3 separate regions of the Sus scrofa genome follow, and regions 1 and 3 are each linked to region 2. A link is a contact called in public HiChIP or PLAC-seq and promoter capture Hi-C data. All regions are on one chromosome and are shown on one strand. The core of a region is the stretch at or near the end of the contact, and the rest is flanking DNA. Distances in the headings are between cores, read along the strand shown.

The links. Promoter capture Hi-C pulls out the DNA fragments that hold promoters and counts their contacts. HiChIP or PLAC-seq counts read pairs in DNA pulled down with a chosen protein or histone mark.
Region 1: a contact with region 2 is called in a promoter capture Hi-C map of liver, with 3 times the contacts expected there. The contact joins the promoter of TAOK1 here to the promoter of ABHD15 in region 2. A contact is called at or near these places in 2 of 5 promoter capture datasets (fetal skeletal muscle and liver), 1 of 47 Hi-C or Micro-C datasets (mesenchymal stem cells) and 2 of 2 datasets of contacts at active chromatin or transcription factors (alveolar macrophages and skeletal muscle).
Region 3: an H3K27ac HiChIP or PLAC-seq map of alveolar macrophages shows a contact between it and region 2. The contact joins the promoter of NUFIP2 here to the promoter of ABHD15 in region 2. A contact is called at or near these places in 1 of 5 promoter capture datasets (fetal liver) and 1 of 2 datasets of contacts at active chromatin or transcription factors (alveolar macrophages).

Annotation. Positions count from the first base shown.
Region 1 is chr12:45,595,492-45,600,250 of Sscrofa11.1, reverse strand. It overlaps TAOK1 (serine/threonine-protein kinase TAO1), which reads right to left and starts at 3,184. Exons shown (of 20, transcript XM_003483075.4): 1 at 2,517-3,184.
Region 2 is chr12:45,759,878-45,764,289 of Sscrofa11.1, reverse strand. It overlaps ABHD15 (protein ABHD15), which reads left to right and starts at 2,440. Exons shown (of 3, transcript XM_013989996.2): 1 at 2,440-2,654; 2 at 2,657-3,404. The coding sequence starts at 2,537. It overlaps TP53I13 (tumor protein p53-inducible protein 13), which reads right to left and starts at 610. Exons shown (of 8, transcript XM_003131797.6): 1 at 415-610; 2 at 158-226. The coding sequence starts at 486.
Region 3 is chr12:45,504,386-45,508,822 of Sscrofa11.1, reverse strand. NUFIP2 (nuclear fragile X mental retardation-interacting protein 2) reads left to right here and starts at 2,236. Exons shown (of 4, transcript XM_021067508.1): 1 at 2,236-2,619. The coding sequence starts at 2,331. LOC106507970 reads right to left here and starts at 3,807. Exons shown (of 2, transcript XM_021067509.1): 1 at 3,220-3,807; 2 at 697-1,495. The coding sequence starts at 3,798. The coding sequence ends at 1,469. It also overlaps the pseudogene LOC100519797.

The DNA of each region.
Region 1 (4,759 bases), core at 1,935-4,434, 160 kb after region 2:
CAGTTCACTCATACTTTTGGTCCTGTACATTGCTGTATTTCTTTGAAACTTCTCTGAGTTAAAATCCGTTTGAGAAACTATCCTTTAAAGTTGCAAAGAAGTTTAATGTCAAGATAATCTTAGACTATATACACAAAGCCTTTAAACTCAACTGATTCTCAGAAATTCTTCCATCTATAAAACATGAGAATTAGTACCAAATTAACAAATCCGATATCAGAATGCCAAAAATTAAGTCATTAAAAGGGAATTCAGAGAAAGAGTCAGTTGTGAAAGAACAGGAAGTGATGTACCCTGCCATTTTGTAGATGAACTATTTAGAAACAAAAAAGGTACCATACTAATCTGGAACCAACCAACTCAGACTAACAGCTCTTAGTATTCTTTCTCACAGTAGCATTAGAAGTCGTCTGAAAAAACCCTCAGATAGTTTTTCCTTAATAATAAATTTATCTAATTGATCATGAACATAGTTTTACCACTTTCAGCAGAATTCCAGCCAACTACTGAATAAGGTTTCTGTATAGTTATTCTAAAGAGTACCTCTTAGTCCTAGCATGCTGAAATACAGCAAGTAGTTATTGATATCCTGTGTACATCCTTAAGTTTTATAGCCCTTATTGATAAATCCTTGCTGCTTGCAGCTCTCCAAGACAAAAACAGTGCTGGTATTATGAACTAATAATCAACAACAAGCCATAACATACAGAACTAGACTCTATGTCATAATTTGCCATATGGGGAAAACTACACACAACATGCAGCTTTGTGCCACGAAATAAACACTCAAGACTAAGTTAAAATGAATTCAGATAAAGTCAAAGAAAGAGTAAAGCAAGAATTCCATTTGCTGAAGAAAAATAAAGATTGACTTAATGTATCGTTAATGTGTCCCCATATCAAAATCATGAAATAAGATTACAGAAACTAAATTAAGGCTTAACACTACTAACATCTTTAAATTCCTGTCTTAAAACAGGTTTCAAAATGCAACAAATACACCAAAAAAGCTCTGAAGGACAATGTAAAATGTAGACGGCATTTGGAAGTATTTAAAAATAAGTCACTAAGTACAGCTTAAACACCAAATACAACTTGTTAGTAAAATGTCAAGACATGATCTCTGTACTTAGTTTAGTCATCTTCATCACTTTGTGAGTTAATTATATGAATATTCATATATAGAATATTTTGAAATCACTTCATCAGTAAATCTAAACACTTAAAGACTGTAGACTTCGACTACTCTTTGGTCACAAGAACTTGTAACACACTTCCAGAATGATATATTTTTTAATTTATTTCTACTCTACCAAACAAAACCAACAAGTATTACTGTAAACCAGATAAGATGATTTGTTTTAAACAAACATGATATGAAGCAAAAGAAGTGGAAAAATAACTTACTGACTACAGAATATAGATCCCACTGCAGCATAATTAGACAAACTAATGTTTATTATTTTTTCATTACATTAATAAAGCAGTTGCTACAGAAAGGTTTGTAACTTAATCATTTTCAGAAAATTTCAATTTCAATGTTATACAAAATAGTATTAACCCTAAAAATTCAAAGTTCAGGGAGAAGGAATGTCTATCAGATGGCCTGTCCATATATAATCTTTAATAATTTTTCAAGAACTACAAAAATCATAGGAAGAAAAAAAGGGAAATGAGAGAGTACAAAATTATTTTATTTGACTCCTAACAAAAACTCGGTATGCTCACACAAAAAAGTCAACACAGTGTTTAAAAAAGAGAGCGAGAGAGACATCAAAACTCTAAACCGGCAGCGCCTCTCTGAGAGGCCATATCCCCCAACAGTAACAGATATATTTCCCAGGGACAGATCTCAGAATTATACCGGTACTATTAAGGATTTAAAACCAAAGGAAGAGGGATAACCTTTGCAAGGGAAGCGCCATTACTTCCCTCTCCTGCTCCCTCTCCCTTCAGTATATACATGGGCCTGTGTATGAAGAAACTGCCTTGGACTTCTGCAGCATTGCAGTACACTAAAGGATGGGGAAAGGTACAGGGAAAGAAATGCTTCCATCACCCCTACAGAAGACGGGTACAGATTTCCTGTGGGGGTGGATGTGTGGGAATCCACCCAGTAGGCTACCTTGAGCAGTCTCCCTTCCCAGGAATACACAGACACTACAAAGGAGGAGAGGGAGGAGCAGAGGGATCAGAAGGGAAAAGGACCTCGCGCCTTTAAATCGGGGTGCACATCAACCCAGTCTCCCTAGGAGGGCCACACCTTCCTCGAGACGGCTCCTTCCACCACCCCCTTCCGGTGACCCTCAGGAAAGAGGAAAGTAATTGCTCTAGCCCCTCCAAACGGGAGGGCGCCCAGCTCACCAGCTTCTTCACCCCACCCACAGAATCACAGACCCTCCTTGTCTCCCTCCCCCACCCCACCCCCACATCCCCTCTTCCGCGCCGCGGCCAGAGTGGGCCGAATTTCCCCGCCCCCTCCATGTCTCCCTTTCCCAGAGCAGAGGTGCCCTTACCCTTTAGCCGACAGGTCTGGGGCGGAGTAGGCAGGCGTAGCCCCCTGCAGCGCTTGGGTAGCCGCTGCGCTGGAGCTCGAGGAGTGAGGAGGAGGAGGAGGGGGCCAGGCGACAGACTGCCGCCCCCCCCCCCCCGGAGCCCCAGCAAGCCGCCCAGCCCTAGCTCTGCGACGAGGGGCGGGGGGGGGGGGGCGAGGGGACGACCGGGGTCGAGGAGGCGCCCTCAGCGCTTAGGCTCAGCTAAGATGGCGCGGGGAAGTGCCGGGAGCCGCCGCCGCCGCCTCCGGGGAACCGGCTCGGGCCTCGGCCGCCTCCTGTCCTCACACAGCCGAGGCCCTCTCGGTTCCCCGCCGCGGCCCCTCGGCGGGCGGGCCGAGGCACAACCCTCCACTACCACCACCACCCCTGGGAAGGGGGCGCTCACAAAGGGAAGAGAGGCCACGGGCCGGCCGGCCGGCGGCGGGGCGGGGTCCCCAGGGGCCTGAGGCCTCAAAGGTTCGCGGGTGCCTCGCGCTCTCGGCCCGCGAAGGGCGCAGGCAGGCGGGACCCCTCCTCTCTTCTTAGGCGGTTGGCAGCACAGACTCACTCTCTTAGCCACCCTCCCTCTCTCTCTCCGAGCCCTGAAGCCACAGAGCCCGGCCGCTGCCCAGATTCCCCCCTTCCCCAACACCACTCCCCTCCTCCCGACAGTCATCCCAGTCTCCGATCTCGCGAGATTTCCCGCCTGACAGACCCGACCCTGCGCGAGACAAGACGGGAGCGCGCGAGTGCTTACACTGGGCGGAGTCTCACGAGTAGCTCCGACTTCCAGCCTCTGTCCAGCCCAATTTCACTCAGCTGGCAGAGTTCTTCTCTCACGCGGGCATCAGGTGTATTCATTTCACCCTGAAATCTAAGAAAGAAGAGCTTATCTGCTCTCCTCCTTTGCTTTTCCCACTTCCAAAATACCCGCCCCCCGCCCTCCCCACTAACCCCGCGCTTGAGAAATTTGCCCTGACACGTTGAATATCCCATTTTTACACACCTTAGTTCTTGTCCTCTGTGGAATTCAGGGGTTGACTGGTCAGCGTAATCAATATATAATTGAGTATTTCAGATTCTATAAGTTTATAATAATTTCTGGAATGGTAATAAGAGTTGTAAATACAGATGTAAACCATCCTATATGTTAGGGATGGTAGGAAAGGGACAAATTCTTGAAAAGTTTTTGTGAATTGCTTGAGTAGGTTGAGTGACAAGAGCAGTAAACAAGCTAGAGTCCTAAGGGAAGAGGTAGTGCTTCTCATTCTTGTAGTAAAAAACTTTTTTTTTTTTTAAGGGGAAAACCCCTTCAGTGGATTGCAAACAGAGCAATTTTATTCAGGAACCAAAAGGAATACCTAAGGAGCAGTCATAAAAAAAAAAAAAATTTGGTTCATCAATCAGTAAAACAACTGAGATAAATACATGTCGTGTGGGGCTTATGAGTGAAAATGTACTCCAGAACAGTTATTGAAAGTTACAGTAAACTAGGAAAGTACCCTGGCAGTGGTGAGAAAAAGCAAGCTCTCTGCTTCAGTAGGATATATATTTAATTTGTTTTAAATGTTCCCTCTCCTAGTAAGGGTCCTTGTTTTGTCAGTCATTCCTCTTTTCACCTACATTGTCAACAATTCTCAAATGGCGACTTCTCCTGAGCATAAAAAAATGCCCTGCTTTCTCCTTCTTTGAGGGAAAAAGAAAGATTACAATCTTCACCTCTCCTCCACAGACAAGTTCTTGAAAAAGTTGTCTATCTTCCCACCTCTATCAAAAATTAAGAATTTGATTTGCCAAGGTCAAGAGTGACCTCCTAGTTGCTATGTCTAATGGAGTCATTTTAATGCCTTCCTTCTCGATAGCTACAATATTTGACATAGTTGTTACTCCTTCCATCTTGAAACGTGTGTACCTCTTCGCAGCACCACTCAAGACCAGTTATTTCTCCTTTCCTGCATCTGGAGCCCCTCTTCCTCCACCTGCTCCTTTTTTCACCTCTTTTACAGCAGGTGCAGCACATGGACGTTCCTGGGCTAAGGGTCGAATCAGAACTGCAGCTGCTGTCTATGCAACAGCCAAGGCAACACCAGACAACGTCAGATACAAGCCGTGTCTGTGAACTACACCACAACTCAAGGCAACACCAAATCCTTAACCCGCTGAGTGAGGCCAGGGATCAAACCTGCGTCCTGGAGTTCCCGACATGGCGCAGTGGTTAACGAATC
Region 2 (4,412 bases), core at 1,191-3,690:
GTGGTGAGGCGGGGACGGCAGACCCATGCCTGCACGCTGGGCTGGAGGAACCCGCAGAGGTGCTAAGAGGGGTGGCTATGGAGGGTGCCCGCGAGGCCAGGGTGGGAATGGGCTACCCCTTCACACTCCTCTCTCCCACCGCCCTCCAGGCTCCCACCTGTGGGGGCAGAGGCCACAGGCCCTCGGGACAACGGGCTCCCGCCTCCTCTGCCAGCTCAGCCACCACCTGCGGGTTCAATGAGCATAAGAGCTGGGGCATTTGGCCTTGTAAGGGCCCTGCCCTCTCCCTCCCAGGCCCAGCCGGCCAGGGGAGAACTGCTAGTCCACTCCACGCGCCACTCCTTCCAGGACGAACTTTCGGCAAAGTGCTTTGAGATCCCGAGCCAAACGCTTCTCCGGAGCCGGTCGCCTTACCTCACTGGGACACAGGAGCCCCACCAGCACTGCCAGGAGCAGCAGCTGGGGCGGAGGCGGAGGAGGCGCCATCCCGACCCGCCCCAGCCGGCCAGTCGCCCAGCAAGGGAGAGAGCGCGCGCAGCCTGGCCCTGCCCCCGCGCCGCCCGCGTGCCCACGTAGACCCCGGGCTCGCGCGCGCCGTCCCGCCCCGACCCCAGACCGCGCGCCCCGACTCCCCGGGGCTCGCGCGCCCCTCGCCTCGCCCCGCCCCCACAGCTCCCGCCGCTCTCGCCGGGTGCCCGCCCCGCCCCAGTGCCCGCCCACAGCCCGGACCGTGCGCGCACGCGTTCTCCACCTCAAGCCGGAAAAGTTGGGTGGAAGCCGGTCTACTGCGCGCCCAGCCGAGCTGCGAGGCAGACGGAACCACCTACCTCGCCCGGGCATCCGTCTCAGCGGGTCTCCGTGGCATGTAGGGCTCAGCTGCAGTGCCTGGGTGGGATCGTGGAGCGGGTTTAAGAGCAGGAAATGGGATCCCTGTAAACTGGGTAGCAGGAGGGGAAATGGGTCCGCTCCCTTTCAGCAAACACGCTTCAGCCTCATCAGTGTGACGTGCATCTAGAAAAGGGCCAGAGTCACGAAGCCCGAGCTGCAGAAGGAAGAGGGTCCCTGCCCTAGAGCTACACATTGAGCTCATCCCGCGCCTGTAAATAGCGCCCGAATCCAGAGGAGCCTCGGGATGGGGGTGGGGGGGGGTCTCAGGCCTGCACGTTCCCCAGGCACAGAAGCGGGTGGAAGCTGGAGCCAGGCTGGGGGCTTCTTTGTGCCCCATGTCCGCCTCCGCTTTCATGATTATCTCAGCGGTGGCCAGCGGGTGCCCAGGGAGACTTCGGTCAGCGTGAGGCGGAGGAGTCACCGGCCTCGCCCCCAGCAAGGAGCTCTGGCCAGACGCCCCGGTGCGCCCCTGGGTGTCCACTCCCCTGTGCCCTTCTCCTTGGCCCGACTCATGATTTCGAGGAAAGACAGGAAAGTGGGTGGAGGGTGTGGGCTGAAATGCCTAGCCCAAAACTTTGAAAAAGAGCAGGAACATCTCCCACATATCTGTGACTTACATGGGATTTCTTACCCTTCCCCAGCTCCCCAGTAATTGCCAGTTACTGGGTTGCTAAGGGGATAATCTATCCCTTCCCACGGCCGGTCGCAGGTAACAGGCAACCCCCTCGAAGGCCACCTAAGTGCGTCTCTTCTTCCAGTTTATTCTCAGAGTTTTGGGGCTATTTCTTTTGTGGAGATCCTGGGGAGCGATGCTGAGGATTTCCTCTACCTGAAAGCAGGTTCCACAGAAGCCCCACGCTCCCGAGATGGAGGGAGGCTGGGGGATTGGCACAGGGCACTGGTGTAAGCAAGGGAACCAGAATTCCCTGGAGCTCTAGCCTCCCGCTGCAAACCTGCTGTCGGGGCACATGCCTGCCCTGGCCCTCACTGACCCTGAGCTGGACCCCTGCCCAGCCGAGTTATTGCGCAGTGGCGGGCTCCCACTAGGCTGAGACAAACACAGAGGTCAGAGAGCACTGCCGAGCCTGGAGCCTGGGCACAGAGGTGCGGTTGGTGGCTCCGGGTGCAGCTGCAGCCGCCCCGCGGAGCCTGCGCCTGGACCTGCGGTTTGTTCACTTCTCCCTTCTGCTACTTCTGAACAGTGGCCCTTGAGGGCGCAGCGACCAGGGTCTCCTCGGCAGCTGCACACAACGTGGGGCGGAGGGGCGGGGACAGAGAACTCTGAGCCTCATCCCGGTCCCCCAAGCCTCGGTCTCTGAGTCTCCCCACTTCTCTGCCGCCCCCACCCGACTCCCTTCCGGCTCATCCTAACTCTCCCTCTGTAGCCCCGGCTCCTTTCACCTTTTGCTTCTGCTTGTCGCAATTGCTGTACAAAGGCCCGAGGCGGGCGTGGGGGGCGGGTGAGGGGAGCCGGGCCCGAACTGGCTGCCTCTGCGGGGCCGCGGCCAATCCAGAGCGCGCCCCCACCCCCACGGGAGGGCCCTGGGCAGCCCGGAGGCCGGGCGGAGCCGCGGGCTGAGCGGGGAGCTCGCCGAGGGGACCTCCTCGCCGCTTGCTTGCCGCCGGCCGGGGGCTCTCCTACCTCGCCATGCCGCCGTGGAGCGCCGCCCTCGCCCTGCTCCTGGCCGCGCTCGCCCTGCTTGGCCTGCTGGCCCCTCGGCTGCAGCGCGCCGTCGGAGTGAGGACCCTGCCAGGGACCGGGGCCAGGGCCACAAGGAGGAGGTGGACCGCGGAGGCCCAGTGGACCAGTTCAGCGACGGGCGTGAGCCGCTCCCAGGCGGGTGCAGGCTCATCTGTAAGCCGTCGGCGCTGGCCCAGTGCCTGCTGCGTGCCTTGCGACGCTCTGCAGCGCTGGAGCTGGGTCCGCGCTCGTGGCTCTCCGGGCCCCACCTGCAGACCCTCTGCCACTTCGTGCTGCCGGTGGGGCCGGGGCCTGAGCTGGCCCGGGAGTACCTGCAGCTGGCGGACGACGGGCTGGTAGCCCTGGACTGGGTGGTGGGACCTTGCCCCCGGGGCCGCCGGGTAACCAACGCCGGGGGCCTCCCGGCGGTGCTCCTGGTGATCCCCAATGCCTGGGGGCGCCTCACCCGCAACGTGCTTGGCCTCTGCCTGCTGGCCCTGGAGCGCGGCTACTACCCGGTCATCTTCCACCGTCGCGGCCACCACGGCTGCCCGCTGGTCAGCCCCCGACTGCAACCTTTCGGGGACCCGTCCGACCTCAAAGAGGCCATCACTTACATCCGCTTCCGCCACCCCGCAGCCCCGCTGTTCGCAGTGAGCGAGGGCTCAGGCTCGGCGCTGCTGCTGTCCTACCTGGGCGAGTGTGGCTCCTCCAGCTACGTGACTGGCGCTGCCTGTATCTCGCCGGTGCTTCGCTGCCGCGAGTGGTTTGAGGCCGGCCTGCCCTGGCCCTACGAGCGGGGCTTTCTGCTTCACCAGAAGATTGCCCTCAGCAGGTGGGTAATGGAGGCTGTAGACGGGCAGTAGGGGGAAGAGAGTTTGGGGCTGACGGAGAAACAGCCCTGCCTGGTACTGAACAAGTAGATTTAGAGCAAGTTGGGCAAAGGTCTCCTCACACTTTCTGAAGCGCCCAGAGGAAGCAGGTTTAAAAGCCACAAACAAACGGACTCAGTGAGCATCATTAGCTAGAGCAGGAACTGCTGCCCCGGGGCCCTCTGGCCTCACCACAGCCCCATCGTGTCCTAGCAACCCAAGCACCTGCGCTACTTCTGCAGAGGCAGCACCTGACCTGTACATCGCTTAGTCCATAGCTTGTCAAATCAGCAAAGAGGGCCCTGGAAGCAGCTGTAACTGATAATTTGTCCAGGATGTCTCCTTATAATCTCCGAACCTAGAGGTGACAGGAATCAGAAATATGGTGGTATTTGATTTATTAAAATTCTTTAAATCTGACTAATGTTTTGCATATTTCTAGGTATGTACTCAATATTTAATGCAAAAAAAATTAAGAACATTTAAATTAAAAAAAAAAGAACTCCAAACAGAGAATAATTTCCCGCTAGGGTGACAAGGGAGACTTTTCCACCGAGAATGCCTGAGCAGCCTTCCCACAGCAAATAGCCAGGCTTGAGCTCACACTGTTGCTTTCCTAGGAGATGGCAGAATGAGGTCAAAGACATGATGACGGCTGTATGGTATGGCATAAAGACCTGGGATGTGGAGTCGAACCCACTGGGGTTCAAATCCTGAATTTCCAGCAAGTTAGCTGACCCCGTTAGCCTGGCTTCCCTCTTCAGTTAAAATGCAGTTAATAATAACCACCTCCTAAGGTGGTTATAATCATGAAATAAGATAGCGAAAGTAAGAGGCCCCAGAACATGGGGGAAATTGTGATTTCTTTCTTTCCTTGTCCGGTTTTGACTCCTCTTCTGAGTCAAAGGTCATCCCTGAGTTCAACAACAGCCCAAGGGCTACCATGGCAACCCAGACCTGCCAGAACAGTC
Region 3 (4,437 bases), core at 987-3,486, 260 kb after region 2:
AGAAAGGGAAGTTATGACTCAGGGATTTTTGATTTCCAACCAAATGCTCAAGTCAGCAAAAGACTATAAAGCCCTATCAACATAATCCTAAATTCTACAAACACTTTAATTTCTTTAATAAATGGGAAAGTGGTGCAATACTATTCAATGGCAAAGACTTATTTGTCATGACATGTCATTATTAGGGATTTAGGTCTCAAAATTGGGTGAATGTACTCCCCCTCCATCAAAAGGGTCTTTCTTTAAAATTTAGCAAGGCAATGCAAATCCTCTCTATAAAGGATAAGTCAAGGTCTGGACATGGTTGTCTGGATTCGGTGACATTTGCTCTTGGAAAAAGGTTTTTACCTTTTAATTATATTTCTGTGCTGATACTCATTAACTTCAAAGCACAAACTTCCTTGTAAGCTTCTGTGTTCCTTTAACATTGTCCTGCTATAGGAACTCAAGCCACATTTTAAAAATTGTAAAGTATAACATACACTGAGGAAGAAATTCATATAGCCATTGCTGAATGAATGGAAAAATAATATGTGGCATATGCATACAGTGGAATATTATTCAGCCTTAAAAGTGAAAGAATTTTTTTTTTTCTTTTCCTTTTTAGGGCTGCACCAGAGGCATACGGAGGTCCCCAGGCTAGGGGTCTAACCACAGAGCTGAGGTACAATCTGTGACCTACACCACAGCTCATGGCAACACCAGATCCTTAACCCACTGAGCAAGGCCAGGGATCGAACCTGCAACCTCCTGGTTCCTAGTCGGATTTGTTTCTGCTGTGCCACAATGGGAACTCTTAAAAGAGGAAGGGCTGATACATACCACAACATGGATGAACCTTGACGACATTATGTTAAGTGAAATAAGCTAGACACAAAAGGACAAATATTGTATGAGTTCAATTATATAAGGTGTCATAAAAGTAGAAAAAAAAAGGTTACTAGGGCATGGGGGAAAGAGGGAATGGAGAGTTACTGTTTAACGGGTACAGAGTTTCAGTTTCTGATGATGAAAAGTTCTGGAGATGGACAGTGATGGTTTTATAACAATGTGATTGTACTTAACACTAAACAGCATACTTAAAACTGATTAAAATGGTAAATTAAAAAAACCAATATAACATACACTGAGAAAAATTACACATACATACATATTCAGTTTACGAAATAATTATAAAGCAAATATATATGTAATCACCATCTAGGTCAAGAAATAAAATATTATCAGAGTACACCCGTGCATCCCCATCACAATCTCTTTCTTCCTGCGTAGTGAGTCTCCTGACTAAACATTTGCTTTTAAAAATCAGGCTGTGATGTGGTAATGCAGGATAAGTTAAGTCAGTATTACAAAATGCAACAGACTATTTCTTTAAATTCCTATATTTTCCAAAAAAATTTTTTAAAACTTAACTTTCAAAGTGCTCTTTCCTCCTCTTTCTCTCTGGAAACTCTTCACATTCTAAAACCTATCTTGGTTCCACAGTTGACCTCACCTGCAGAGTTAAAAAAAAAAAACAATAAAACTTCAGTGTAGATTTTAGATTTTCATTCCTCCCGCTCTCCCTTGCCTCCATCTACAAAGAAACAATGATTTAAACCCTTTGTGCCCTTTTAGAAAATTACACAGATACCCCATTGTGGAATCCTATAATCCCTTCGTGGAAAGGAAGAGATTAGCATATGAATACAAAGCAAAATGAAACCAGAATACAAAATGATCTACTGGGTTGTGAAGTTCTTCTATTTGAAAAAAAAAATGTATTTATTTCCTCTTTTTATATTGTCCCTTTAGTGGTCTCAGGGTTAAGGGAATTGAGCTTCCCCTCTGGTTACCCGGAAAAGGATTTACAAAAAATAAATAAATAAATAAAGCCAACAGATTCTAAGGAGGTGCAAAACCAACAGATGGCTCCCAGAGCCAGTGAAATCACCAGTGGAATCTGCTACCCTCGACATAAGCTAGCTTTCGAGCGAGGAGTGTAGAAAGTGCTGTTCGCATACTGCGCGGTGAAGGAGAGAAAGCGACAGAAGAGCGAGCCATAGTGCTGACGTTGAAGGCCCGGCCCTGTGAGGTTGCATAGGGTAAGTGGCGTTGGCCAGGAGGCAGCGGCCAAGGGGAAGGAAAGAGGATTTGGGCGAGGGGCGGGGCCTGAGGCTCAGCGTGCCTTCTGATTGCTGGGGTGCGGCTGCCAATCTCGCAGAATCGCTCTGTTAACCAGTGCGCTGGCGAGACGCGCTCAGATATACTGAGTGAGCCCGGAGAAGCAGTCTCAGATCCTGACGGTGCAGCAGCGCGCAGCCTCAGCCAGAGAGTCCCAGCCGCTTTCAATGGAGGAGAAGCCCGGCCAGCCACAGTCTCAGCACCATCACAGCCACCACCATCCGCACCATCACCCTCAGCAGCAGCAGCAGCAGCAGCAGCAGCCGCCGCACCACCACCACCATTATTATTTCTACAACCATAGCCACAACCACCATCACCACCACCATCACCAGCAGCCTCACCAATACCTGCAGCATGGAGCCGAGGGCAGTCCCAAGGCCCAGCCAAAGCCGCTGAAACATGAGCAGAAACACGCCCTCCAGCAGCACCAGGAAACGCCGAAGAAGAAAACAGGTCCGGGAGGGAGAACGAATGGGGGAAGGGGGATGGGGTGGGGGGGGTAGGGGAGATGGGGGTGGGGCTGGATCGGGAGAGCGCGGACCGGGTCGAGGTGTGTGTGTGTGTCCCCATCCTGCGGGTCTGGGGAAGCCCCCTTTCATTCTCCAAAAGCTCGGGTTGGGCCTCGGAGTTTGCAGCGCCCTCTTCTTCCCCTCAGCATGGGAGAGGCCCAATCGGGCCTGTGTGACCTTCCCGGCCCCCGCCCGGGCTGGAGGGAGACTCGGAGGGTCGGCCTTGGAAGTCTAACCCTATATTCCTTTCTCATTTGCCTTCCTGGGGCCCTGGAGGGAGCCTAATTTGGGGGCGAACTTAGCCCCCTCCCAAATCCTTTGGGGTGTAACTCGGGAAGGCCTAGCGAATTCCGACTTGGGTGGCGTCGCGAGACCCTTTTGCAGGCGGCGAGGAAAGGGTAGGGGGGCAGACTTGAAGTGTCCTTCCTCACCCGTCACCCCAAGCCCACCTGTGGCCTTGGGGTTCCCCGTCTGGGGGGGGCGGTTGGGACCCTTTATCTCTCGGGTCATTTCCACCACTAGACGCCCCATTTGGGCACCGGACCTCGTAGTCTGTCCTCACGGCTCCTCCCGAGGCCGGCGCCCCAGGCCCGCTCCCCCCAGAGCCGGCGCGGCTGGAATGTTCTCTCCTCCTCGCGAGGCCGCTTCCTGTCCGCCATGTTGGAAGCCGATTCCTGTCACTGACTCCGGCCCACTGAAGAACAGAGGGGGAAGGGTGTCGAGGGGCGCACAGCGCGGCGAAGCCGGGTGGCTCGGGAACCCCCCTGGCGTCGCGTCGCCCCCCACACTGCGGGGGCGCCGCCGCCCCCGGCCCGCGGCCGCCCCTCCCCCAGTCGCCGGCCGGGTTGTGTAACCCGGTGGCGGCCGCGCGGCCCCGGGCGGGTCCCTGGGGTGAGGGGCGGGGGCGGTTGGGGTGGGGGAGGGACTCGGCCACGAGGGGAGCGGCCTGCGCCGGGCCCCGCGCGCCGGCGGCCGCGTTTCCCGCTCCCGGGTGCGGCGGGAGGCGCGGGCGTTCGGGGCTGGGAGCCGGCCTAGAAGCTGAGCTGAGAGAGAAGGAGGCCGCGGGCGGCGGCCGCGGGTGCTTCTCCGGGCAGGAGGGCTGGGGGGGGCGGGGGGGATACATTTTGGGTAGAGGCGGTGCCTGAAGGCCGGGTGGGGTACCCAGCGGGAACCAGGCTCCCCGGTCACGAGTTTCTCTGCCACAGGAACCTCGTCTCCTGCCAGGTTCGCTCACGACTCCGCCTCTCAGGCTTTCTCTTGGGCCCTTTTCCTTCTAGCAGCTCATTTTTACAAAAAAAAAAAAAAAAAAAAAAAAAAGCTTGTTCTATCTCCCTCCTAGCCGCAACATTTACCATCTGGGGTTGGGCAGTGTTATTGAAAGGCGAGATTAGAAAAAATGTTTGGATGGGGGAAAGGGCGAGGGTTTTTGTTTTTTTTTTTCACCCTGCTTTCTTGCCCTTAAGGGTGAACCGAGGTGGCTCATCCATGAGGTTGGTGCACTACCATCTTGCCTGGGATGAAGCTTTTTATCACGTTAAAAGGCAGGGTGTTTTCCCATTTTAAAACCGATTTGGACCCCCAAAAAGTTTATGACCACTCAGATTTTTTAAAAAAAGGTTCTTTATAAATTGAAATGTTAAGAAAATGAATGTTAAATCCAGCGTGTCAAATTTGGTGTAAGCAGTTACTGAGAGCTGGAGAAAAACTGCTTTTCTATTGCAGACTTAATGTAGCTTGAACACTGAAACTGGAATGTCAGATT